Regions from separate parts of the Mus musculus genome. Here region 2 is linked to region 1. The links are chromatin contacts, called in public HiChIP or PLAC-seq maps. All regions are on one chromosome and are shown on one strand. Each heading gives the region's core, a stretch centred on a gene start, on an enhancer-like site or on the middle of the called end of the contact. The rest is flanking DNA. Distances are from core to core; before and after follow the strand shown.

The links. HiChIP or PLAC-seq counts read pairs in DNA pulled down with a chosen protein or histone mark.
Region 2: an HNF4G HiChIP or PLAC-seq map of pancreatic cancer cells shows a contact between it and region 1. The contact joins the promoter of Mtarc1 here to the enhancer-like site in region 1. A contact is called at or near these places in 2 of 39 promoter capture datasets (the 3T3-L1 cell line and liver), 3 of 115 datasets of contacts at active chromatin or transcription factors (astrocytes, embryonic stem cells and pancreatic cancer cells) and 1 of 9 other capture datasets (embryonic tail).

The regions. Positions count from the first base shown.
Region 1 is chr1:184,057,996-184,062,556 of GRCm38.p6, reverse strand. The region is part of intron 2 of Dusp10 (dual specificity phosphatase 10); the gene reads right to left. Among named protein-coding and RNA genes, the nearest start is that of Dusp10, 26 kb to the right of the region's middle. Within about 2 kb of position 1,921, at least 67 of the 459 cell types and tissues checked have an H3K27ac peak or open chromatin away from gene starts, as enhancers often do. A contact at or near this core is called in liver and pancreatic cancer cells, where this site is marked.
Region 2 is chr1:184,808,077-184,812,906 of GRCm38.p6, reverse strand. It overlaps Mtarc1 (mitochondrial amidoxime reducing component 1), which reads left to right and starts at 1,607. Exons shown (of 7, transcript NM_001290273.1): 1 at 1,607-2,061. The coding sequence starts at 1,778.

The DNA of each region.
Region 1 (4,561 bases), core at 672-3,171:
TTTGAATTTATCACTTCATGTTTATATTTCCAGGTTAATAGCTTTGGTGGAAGATCTGTTCTTGGGGAGAGGGACTCTTAAGTCCCCTTGCACATGGGTCTCCCACAGGGGGCATGGAACCTGGTGAGATGGTACCACAGGAGCCACAGAAGAAGTAGGGAACTATGGTTTGAGTTTATGAAAACCATTTGTGAACACTAAAACATAAAGTAAACCTCTCTCTCCCTGTCTACTTTAGTGACAAATCCTAGGTAGAGGCCACTTCAAAAATGCCATGTATGGCCAGGCATGTTTACCTAATATTTGCCCTCACAATGGGGAGCCTGGAGGTAGGAGGATCAAGACTTCAAAGCCAGCCTCAGTTATATAGAAAGGTCTAGGCCAGCCTAAGCTACATGAAATCCTATTTCAGAAAGAAAAACAAAACCCATCACAAACTATCTTTGGACCTCGGTCTAAAGGTCATTTCTCTTCTTTGTGTTCATGAATCTGACTCAGTTGGATTTCATAACATTTAGAGAGGTAAAGGGAGAAAAATCTGGTAAACCTATACCAGAATTTGCTTGAATTTGGAACTCATTGAATCTTTTTTTTGGATTCTTGTGTTGGACAAAAGAATATGACAGGCCATAGATGCTTACAGGAAGTAGACACCTCTGCACAATCTTCTAAGCATGGGTATTTCTGCTTCCCTCCTGGTGCCTACCACTCCTCTGCCTGAATCATGCTGTGTGTTGAAAAACAAACAAAACCTAGCCTTCTGGAAAGAAGCTATCCCAGACTATGAAGGCACTGAGAGACTCCAAACCAGTAACTGCTCCCTCCTGATTTCCTTGTGCCCTTAGTAAGAGGCTTCTTTCTAAATCTGTGGTGCAATGGACTCATCCACGAGCAGTTAGAGGGCCAGTTGCTTATGTTTTGTTCATGATTCTTCAGCTGTTTCCTTTGATAGCATCATTAGTACCCTCCAGAGGAATGTGCTTTTAAACAATCATGCCTGGGGTGTTGAGTGATGGCTTGGTCACTACACAGTCCTTACTCTGCAAGCATGAGGGCCTGAGTTTGGATTCCCTAGGACCCATGTAAGAAACATGGCTGGATGCCCCAAGTCCCAGCACTGGGCAGACAGAGACAGGAGGGTCCCCAGAGTTCCCTGGCTAGCAAACAGAGAGCTAAGTTGGTGAGCGTCAGGTTCAGCAAGAGACCCTGTCTCAGTAATGTGGAGTAATTGAATCAGACACAAAATGTTCAAAATGTCAACCTTTGACCTTCACACACACACACATACAGAGCTACATATACACACACACCCAAAATATGCTTGCCTAAATATTTATCTACAAAATGTCAAACTGAGTCAAAAGGACCTTATGATTTTTTTAAAAAAAATGAAAATCTAGCTTCCTTTGGAAGACTTCCAAGACATGGTGACTCTGGAGTGTTTTATCAGAGGGTGTGGGATTCCTTTCTGCCCCTGCCACTTCACTCTCCCCTCCTCTGAAGCAGTCCGGGGCTCTCCCAAGTCCATGCCTTAAAGAAGTGCTATAGAAATGGCTGAAGATTAAACTTCAGCCTGCTGAGGAGAGCCTGTTCTCATCAAAAAGGCAGACTCAGGTCAAAACCCCATGAAGGGGAAAAGCAGGGCTTCCACTACTCACACTACTCATCATAACCTTCAGACTTCAGGCCTTCATGAGGAGCCTGCATTGAGGAAGCCACACATTTCGTGTGTGTGTGTGTGTGTGTGTGTGTGTGTGTGTGTGTGTGTGTGCGTGTGTGTGCGTGCGTGTGTGTGTGTGTGTGTGTGTGTTTGTGTGTGTGTTTGAATAGCACAGACTGATTGTTTGAGGCTACTTCACAAGTATGTAAATACAGGCTGCTTCTTTAAACCTGTTAGCTCATTTATTTACATTAGTCCAGAAAGCACTGCCAGAAGCAACAGCTGATGACAGTCATGTAACTTTCCACAACGATGACAATTAAAGCGCTCTGGGCCTGCTTTCTCGTGCTTATGACTTTTATGTGAACCGGATTCAAACTGTAAGATCTTTGAGTCCCGTGCCAGGAACCGGCTTAGGCTTTGCACAAATCAGTGTGATTCCAAGGGGGAGCAGCCCCGGGCTCCTTCCCATGCACCTGCAGCTGGCTTCTGCCTCCTGCTTCACCCCTTTCCCCTATTCTGACATGGACATTATATTGTGACATGTGCGTGCCTGCCATCCGCACAAACAACAAGAAATAGGTTGGGTGAAGGAGCGGGTGAGAGAAGGTAAAAGGACAGTTACGTTCTGGCTACTCCAATCTTACAAGTCTTACAGTTTGGGCCCTTTAGCTGTGGGAGAGCTAGTTCCTGTTGCTTAAGTTACCCAGCCTGGGGTGTTTTGTTATAGCAACGTGCTGTGGTTTGGATGTTCTTTGAGCAAGGAATCAAAAGTTCAAATACTAAGAGCCTTGTAGGGTGGTGATGTTGACAGATGTTAGAACCTTTAACAGGTGGGGCATAGTGGGAGATCGTAAGGTCAACAGGTGCTGGGCTTGGAAGGGGTGAACACATTTCTTATATGACCCATGTGAGTACCAATGAGAGCAGGTCTAGGCCCTGAGTGTCTCTGGATTCCACTCTTGACATCTGATCTCTTTGGCACATACTTCCACAGCTGAAATATTATCCACGTAATCCATGGCAAAGCCCTCACCAGAGGCCCAACAGAGAGAGGCACTGGATCTCACACTCCTGACTTCTAAAACCACGAAAGCAACCAATATTTTCTTTATAAAGTATCCAGCACTGACTTTTGTTATCACAACAGAAAACTGACTAATACGTAACCCAAGCAAGCTAATATAGAGCCACTTTACATTTTATTTCTCAGTTTAACTCTCTCCATATAAGTGTCTGTATATTAGAATATCTGCTATTCAAGAGTCATGCCAGAACTTGTGGGCTACCTAAGACAAGGCTCCTGAGAGCCAACCTAAGGATATCATTACCTTATAGTCAAGCCAGATATGGTCCAAGGTTGAGATGGTAGTGGGGGTGGGAGGCTGCCTAACCCACCAGGCAAGCCATAAGAAGCAAGCATGTAGAACCTTCTCTTCGCCGGCAGCACTCACAAAAGTTATCCTTTCTCAGAAGAATCCCTCAACCTCATTATGGACAAGACCTGGCTCAAGCTCACCCTGAGGTATCTTTCTGAGCCAAGAACTGTTTTCCTTGGAGACCTTTTGTGTGTTTGGGAAACCCTACATTCTCTGGTTAATCAAGAGGGGAAGGGATGGGGGGACACACTGAGATGGCACTGCAAAGCTGAAGAGGAAGAATGTTAATAGTGTAGTGCTATTAAACAAAGTCATATTTTTCCCAAGAGTGAGCCACATACTCTATGCTGCTCATTTAATTCTCTGAAGGCAGGGCAAATATTCTTTACTTTTCAGGCAGAAGAAGCCTAAATAATCAAACATAGCTAAGCAAACAGATAAAGCTACTCATTAAACCAGCGCATGGCACAAAAGAAAAACTTACTTCACTATCCATGTATCCCTCCACCCCAGGACCATATTTATCTTATACCCCAAATTAAACACATCACAACTTCACAGCGAAAATATGTTTCCCAATGGGATTTAAGTAAAATCCAATAAATCTCTAGAAACATCAAGGGCAAGCTTCAAAAGACTACATTCTTCTACCATGAAGCATTCCCACTGGAAATTATATTCAGAGAAAGTCATCAGAAGTCATCTATGGGCCGGGCGGTGGTGACACCTTTAATCCCAGCACTTGGAAGGCAGAGGCAGTCGGATTTCTGAGTTCGAGGCCAGTCTGGTCTACAAAGTGAGTTCCAGGACAGCCAGGGCTATACAGAAAAACCCTGTCTCAAAAACAAAAAAAAAAAAAACAAAAAAACAAACAAACAAACAAAAAAGTCATCTATGGTCAGGAGAGGGGAGGAAAAGACGAGGGTTACAATGGAGACTGGGGTTGGGACCCATGCCTAATGGTGATGAACAGAACTGGCCAGTCAAATCCGTAAGCCACTCAACTTGTTTTGAAGGAAACCCCACACTCAAACAACAGCGTTTACAGCCATGGATTTTGTAATGATCTGCAGGTCAAAGGGCTTTGGCCTGGGGAATTCAGGAAGCGAGATGGGAGAAGCGCCACTGCTCCTATCACAATTTGGAATGCTTTCTTTAGCCAATGTTTTCAGTCCGCAAAAAATATATCGCAACAGCTTCTACTTCTGACTTCTGTAAGTCAGAGCTATAAGTCTATATTTGGCAAGAATAGTTAGCAACGATAAGTATATTAACCATCAACTGCCTGGAAGGGAAGGCAGGAGCTGCCTCTGCAGCCACATGCCAAAGTCAAATCACCCGCAATGGCTGAGCTCTGCAAGGTCAAACTGAAACCAGGCATGGTCTCCATTCCCACGAAGAGATAGGAGAAAGGGTCTGGAAACCTCTGGAGGTGGTTGTTGTAGTGCCAGGATATAGTAACGGGTCAAAAGCTGAGGTGTCCCCATCTGGTAGACCACATTATGGTCCAACCAATACAGCC
Region 2 (4,830 bases), core at 358-2,857, 750 kb before region 1:
AGGTATTTACGATACGATTCCTAACAGTAGCACTATTACAGGTATGAAGTAGCAGTGAAAAGAATTTTATGGTTGGGGGTCGCCACCACATGAGGAGCCGTATTAGGAAGGTTGAGAACGGCTGGTCTAAGGCATATAGCTGATGATGTCAAAAGACATATCATCCATGGGGGACAGCTGTTGCTCCTTCCGTCTTCTCCTTCGCTGGGTCCTGGGCCCTTGGCTTCCAGCAGGCTGTGAGGTAAATGTGGGATATGAAGCTGTATCCTGAGTCAATTTTACCTGACAAGCCAAGGGAAGGAAGCAGATGGTCAGGAAGGGGCCAGCCCTCAGGAGACTTCCTTCCTCCCCAGCTAGGCTACACCTCATCATTTACTTCAGCCTCCCCAGATAGCGCCACCAGCCGGGGGGACATGCAAGCTAGAGGGTGACATTTCATGCCCAAACCCAGGGAAGTGAGTCGCCCAGCTAGCTGAGGCCAGTGTGTGCTAGCGTTCTGCTTGCTTCTCCCACTCTCCACACAGTGGCCTCTCTACAGGGCACCTCTACAGGGCGTCCAACTCAGCCGGCAGCACATTGCCTGGCCTCGGCTGGCCTCCATGATACCTCATTCTTGCATTTCCACGTGAACATCGAGTTTTGGGGACTGCCCCCTCTGCTTTAGGATGCTGCCCATCAGCAGAACTATTCTGGTCAAAGTGTGATCCTACCCATCAGACCCTCCCGTGTTTCAGGCGGTCTGAGGCTTTGTCAGAACTCTGTGGAATCTCCCTCTGGGAGGCAGGCTCTCCCTCCGATTGATTGATGGCTCCCAGCCATCTCCTTCTCTCACCTTGAGACTTGGGATGGGGTGAAGTCGGGGGAGTCCCAGTTTCTTGGTCCACTGTTTCAAGAGTCTGTTGGCTAGAGGGAAGGGCACAAGCTTCTCTTCAGAGAAATCTTTATTCCTGCAGCCAGGTTCATCCCCGCACTGCCCCTTGGCTGTAAAATCCCCAGCCCTTGTTTCAGTACAAAGTCCAGTCTCTCTGCCTTAACTTAGTAGAGAAAATGCTCTGGTTAGAACAGTCTTGAATAAATATGACATTTTAGCAGCTTGACACACCAAACAGGTGCCTAAGGCGCCCAAGGTACCTTGATGGTCTTGTCTTTGTTGTTCAAGATGCGGTAGCCTTCGGAAGAGATACCTGGCAGTGCAAGTCCACATTAGGACGCAGGGAAAAGAGGGGCGTGTGGGTGGGGGGTGCGGGGGGCGGGTGTCTACGAATAGCTGCAGCCCAGGATTGGCCCTGTAGATCCTCAAGGCTGGTCAGATCTTTTCCCTTCATATCCCAGCTGGTTGGAAGCACCCTGGCTGCTGCCAAACTGCTCCCCACAGACCCCAGAGGGGCGGCTGCCCGCAGCCTGGTTTCTAATTTCAAAATCACGCCACGTTCTGCAAACGTTGTGTGTTTTAGGTCAAATAAACAACTCTGCAAACATGTAAATAAGCTGCTCTGCACTGATTGATCCTGGGAGAGGGTCAGCGAGGGAGGGAAGGGGAGGGAGGGAGGGAGGGACCGAAGGGGGGGAAGGCAGCGGAAAGTAGGGGCAGGCGGTGAGATTCCACAGCTGAGCCACCACCTCCCGCCCAGGCCGAATGAAGATGCACAATTTGGATTGGAGGGGAAGGGTCAGGAGCTGCTGACCTTTGGGCTCAGGCCCAGGCCGCTGGCCACAGTAGCTCTTGGTCCAGTCGGCGCCGGAGGTGTATCAAGCGCTCATCCCGCCCTCTCCAGTCATGGGTGCGGGGTCCTGGGCGCTGACCCTCTTCGGCTTCTCCGCGTTTCGGGTCCCGGGCCAGCCGCGGTCCACCTGGCTCGGCGTCGCCGCGCTGGGACTGGCCGCGGTGGCCCTGGGGACAGTGGCCTGGCGTCGTGCGCGTCCCCGGCGACGCCGGCGGCTACAGCAAGTGGGAACGGTGGCACAGCTCTGGATCTACCCAATCAAGTCCTGCAAGGGGTTGTCGGTGAGCGAGGCAGAGTGCACTGCCATGGGGCTGCGCTATGGCCACCTGCGCGACAGGTACGCTGAGCACCGAGCATCACCACGCTGACCTAGGCTGTGTGGGTGTGGGGAGGTCAGCGGGGTCCGCTCGCCGGTCCCTTCTTACTCAGACTAGAGACCGGAGGCTGGGAAAGGGGTGGTGAGAAACGGAAAAAATGAACTTCACCCTCCGCCAGCCAACTCGGGGGACCTGGAACTCTGAAGTTCCCGGGTTTCACGCTTCCTGGAGTTGGACATCTCTCTATCCATCCTCTCGTGGCTATTTCAAATCTTGTGGTGTTAGACGAGGCATTTCTCACGCCGGCCAATCCGCAAGAAGAAACTTCAATCTCCCTCCACCCAGGGACCCTGAAGGGACTGGTCCTTGGTTACTTTACTCTCAGTGATAGTCTTAAATTTAGAAAAACTAAGACAATAGATCCTGGATCCTAGGCACGGCTCATCCCTGTTAGTGCAGTAGTTGAGCATGCATGACAGCTTAAGAAAATAAGCTGTGAGTGTTATTTCCCCAAGGCTCTTGTCAGATAAAGGTTCTGCACTGGGTGGGGGGGGGGGCAACCTGGGATTTGTAAACAGCGACTAAGAGTCCAGCTGAGGAGTGACCCCTGTCGCCGGGACTTCAGCGAAGGTTCAGCAGCTCTGCTCTCTTCAGGTCTGGTCTCCCACCAGCTCTGGGCATCACTGGAAGGCTGCGTATCAGGATCCTCAGGCCTCTCCTTCAGCAGAGGACACAGGCTAACAGAGGCTGCGACCTCCCCGTCTCAGCTCTCTAAAGCTAACACAAGCCATTCGCCTCAGATCAGGCCGGTCCAGTGGACATGCTGACCGACTGGTTCAGGAAGAAGAAATGGAGATTTTTGCTCCAAAGCCCTTCTTGTCTCATAGCTGATTTACGGGTGGCTTTTACATAAGGTTGATGGGCAGTTACAGATGAGTGGGTTCCTCGGTTCAGTGTGGACCTTGTAATGTGAGACTGCTCTCCGCCCGCCCCAACCCCCCCCCTCTCCCCATCACCTGTGTTTTGCAATTCTTCATATCTCAAGAACCAAAGATCATTAGAGGCTGACTCTCCTTCACTAGAAAATACACCAATGGTCCTTTCACTGAGACACAGCAGTTCTGGACAAAGTTCAAAGGTCAGCTGCTCACCTCTGCTCCAGGCAGTCAGGAACCCTAACTATTCCCTGTTTTGAGCAGTGGGATCCCACATACACTAGCTTCTTGTCTATAGATCGATTCTGTCAGCCTCAGAGGCAAAGGGCATTGCCATTTTATTACCGTATTGATTCAGAAAACATGTTCTGAATTGCACCACAGCTGTGGTGTCAAATTCTTCACTTTCGTCACAAGCTCTCAGGGAACATAAGCAATAAACAAATAAATAACAACAAATGCAAACAGCCAAACATACAATGAGGGGGACAGTGACAAGTGACAGAGAAGAGAGAGGAAGGGTCCGGGAGGCTGCCTAGGGGGTACTCAGGGAAAAATTAGAAGAAAAAAAAAGTCAATTGCTTGCACTGAAAACTAGAAAACAGCCAGGCCCTTTCCAGGCAAGTAAATTAGAAAACCATTCTAGATAGATGGGAAAAGACACCAGGCTTAAACATGTTCTAACGTGTTTACCAGGAGGAGTTGAAAACAGGGGACGGGGAACACTGAAACTTGACTGTGCACAGCGGCGAGTAAGAAGGGGAGATGACCCAAGTGTCCATCAGGGGGTGAGGAAATTAAATAAAATGTGGTTTATACAGACACTGGAATATCACCCAGCCTCGGCAAGGAGTGCAGTTGTGGTGCCTGTAATAACACAGACGGACAACGAAAACACAACGCTAATTTAACTGAGCAGGACAGAGGGACTAGTTGTACAGGATTTCAGCTCCAACTCCTTGACTCCAAATTCATAAACGGAAGTAGGAGAGGAGGTTCTGGGGCTGGAGGGGGTGGCGGGTGCAGTGAGTTGCTGCTTACTGGGCGCAGAGTTTCTGTTTGAAAAGATGAAACTTTGGAAGCTGTGGTGAAGGTTGAGCAACGCTGAACGCCGGAGGGCCATTACTCGCATACTTTGTTGGTTATTGGTGGTCAGTGGCTGGGCTGGGCCTTTCCTGAGTTCTTGGCCCCGTCTCCAACGTTCTTTTCTTTTCTCTCTTTCTTTCTTTTTTAAATCAGGGCGTGCCAAAAACTTTGTTTGAAGCAAAGCAACAGTACAAGTGTTAGACTCTAGCGTCTAGAGGAATACGCTGTCGAGACTGACAGAGGCCACATGAGTAAGATCACTCAAGGGCTCTCATTATCGTTCCAGGCCAAGAGAATGAGGATCTACGTACTGTGAGCTGTGATGTGGGCGGTCCTCTGCCTTGACTGACACATTAGGCCATATACTAGCTTTTTACAGGTCATGTACCTTTCCACAGAGCATTAGTACCAATTATATGAATGCGCACTTATTTATAGGCATAGGATGGTAAATGGGGGTATCCTGATATCCTGATTTTTTTTTTTTTTTTTTGCCGTCAGCTCAACACAATTTAGACTTATCTGGGAAGAGGAAGCTCTGTTGAGAACATGCCTAGAGACAAGTCTGTGGGGCATTTTTTGATTAACGTTAGAGGTGGAACGAACCAGCCCACAGCGGCAGTGCCACCCCCTGGGCTGGTGGTCCTGGGTTGTTTAAGAAAGCAGGCAGAGCAAACTGTGAAGAGCAGGGCAGGGCAGGGCAGGGCAGTAAGCAACACTGCTCTGTGGCTTCTGCCCCAGTTTCTGCTCTGAACCTTCACTCCTCTG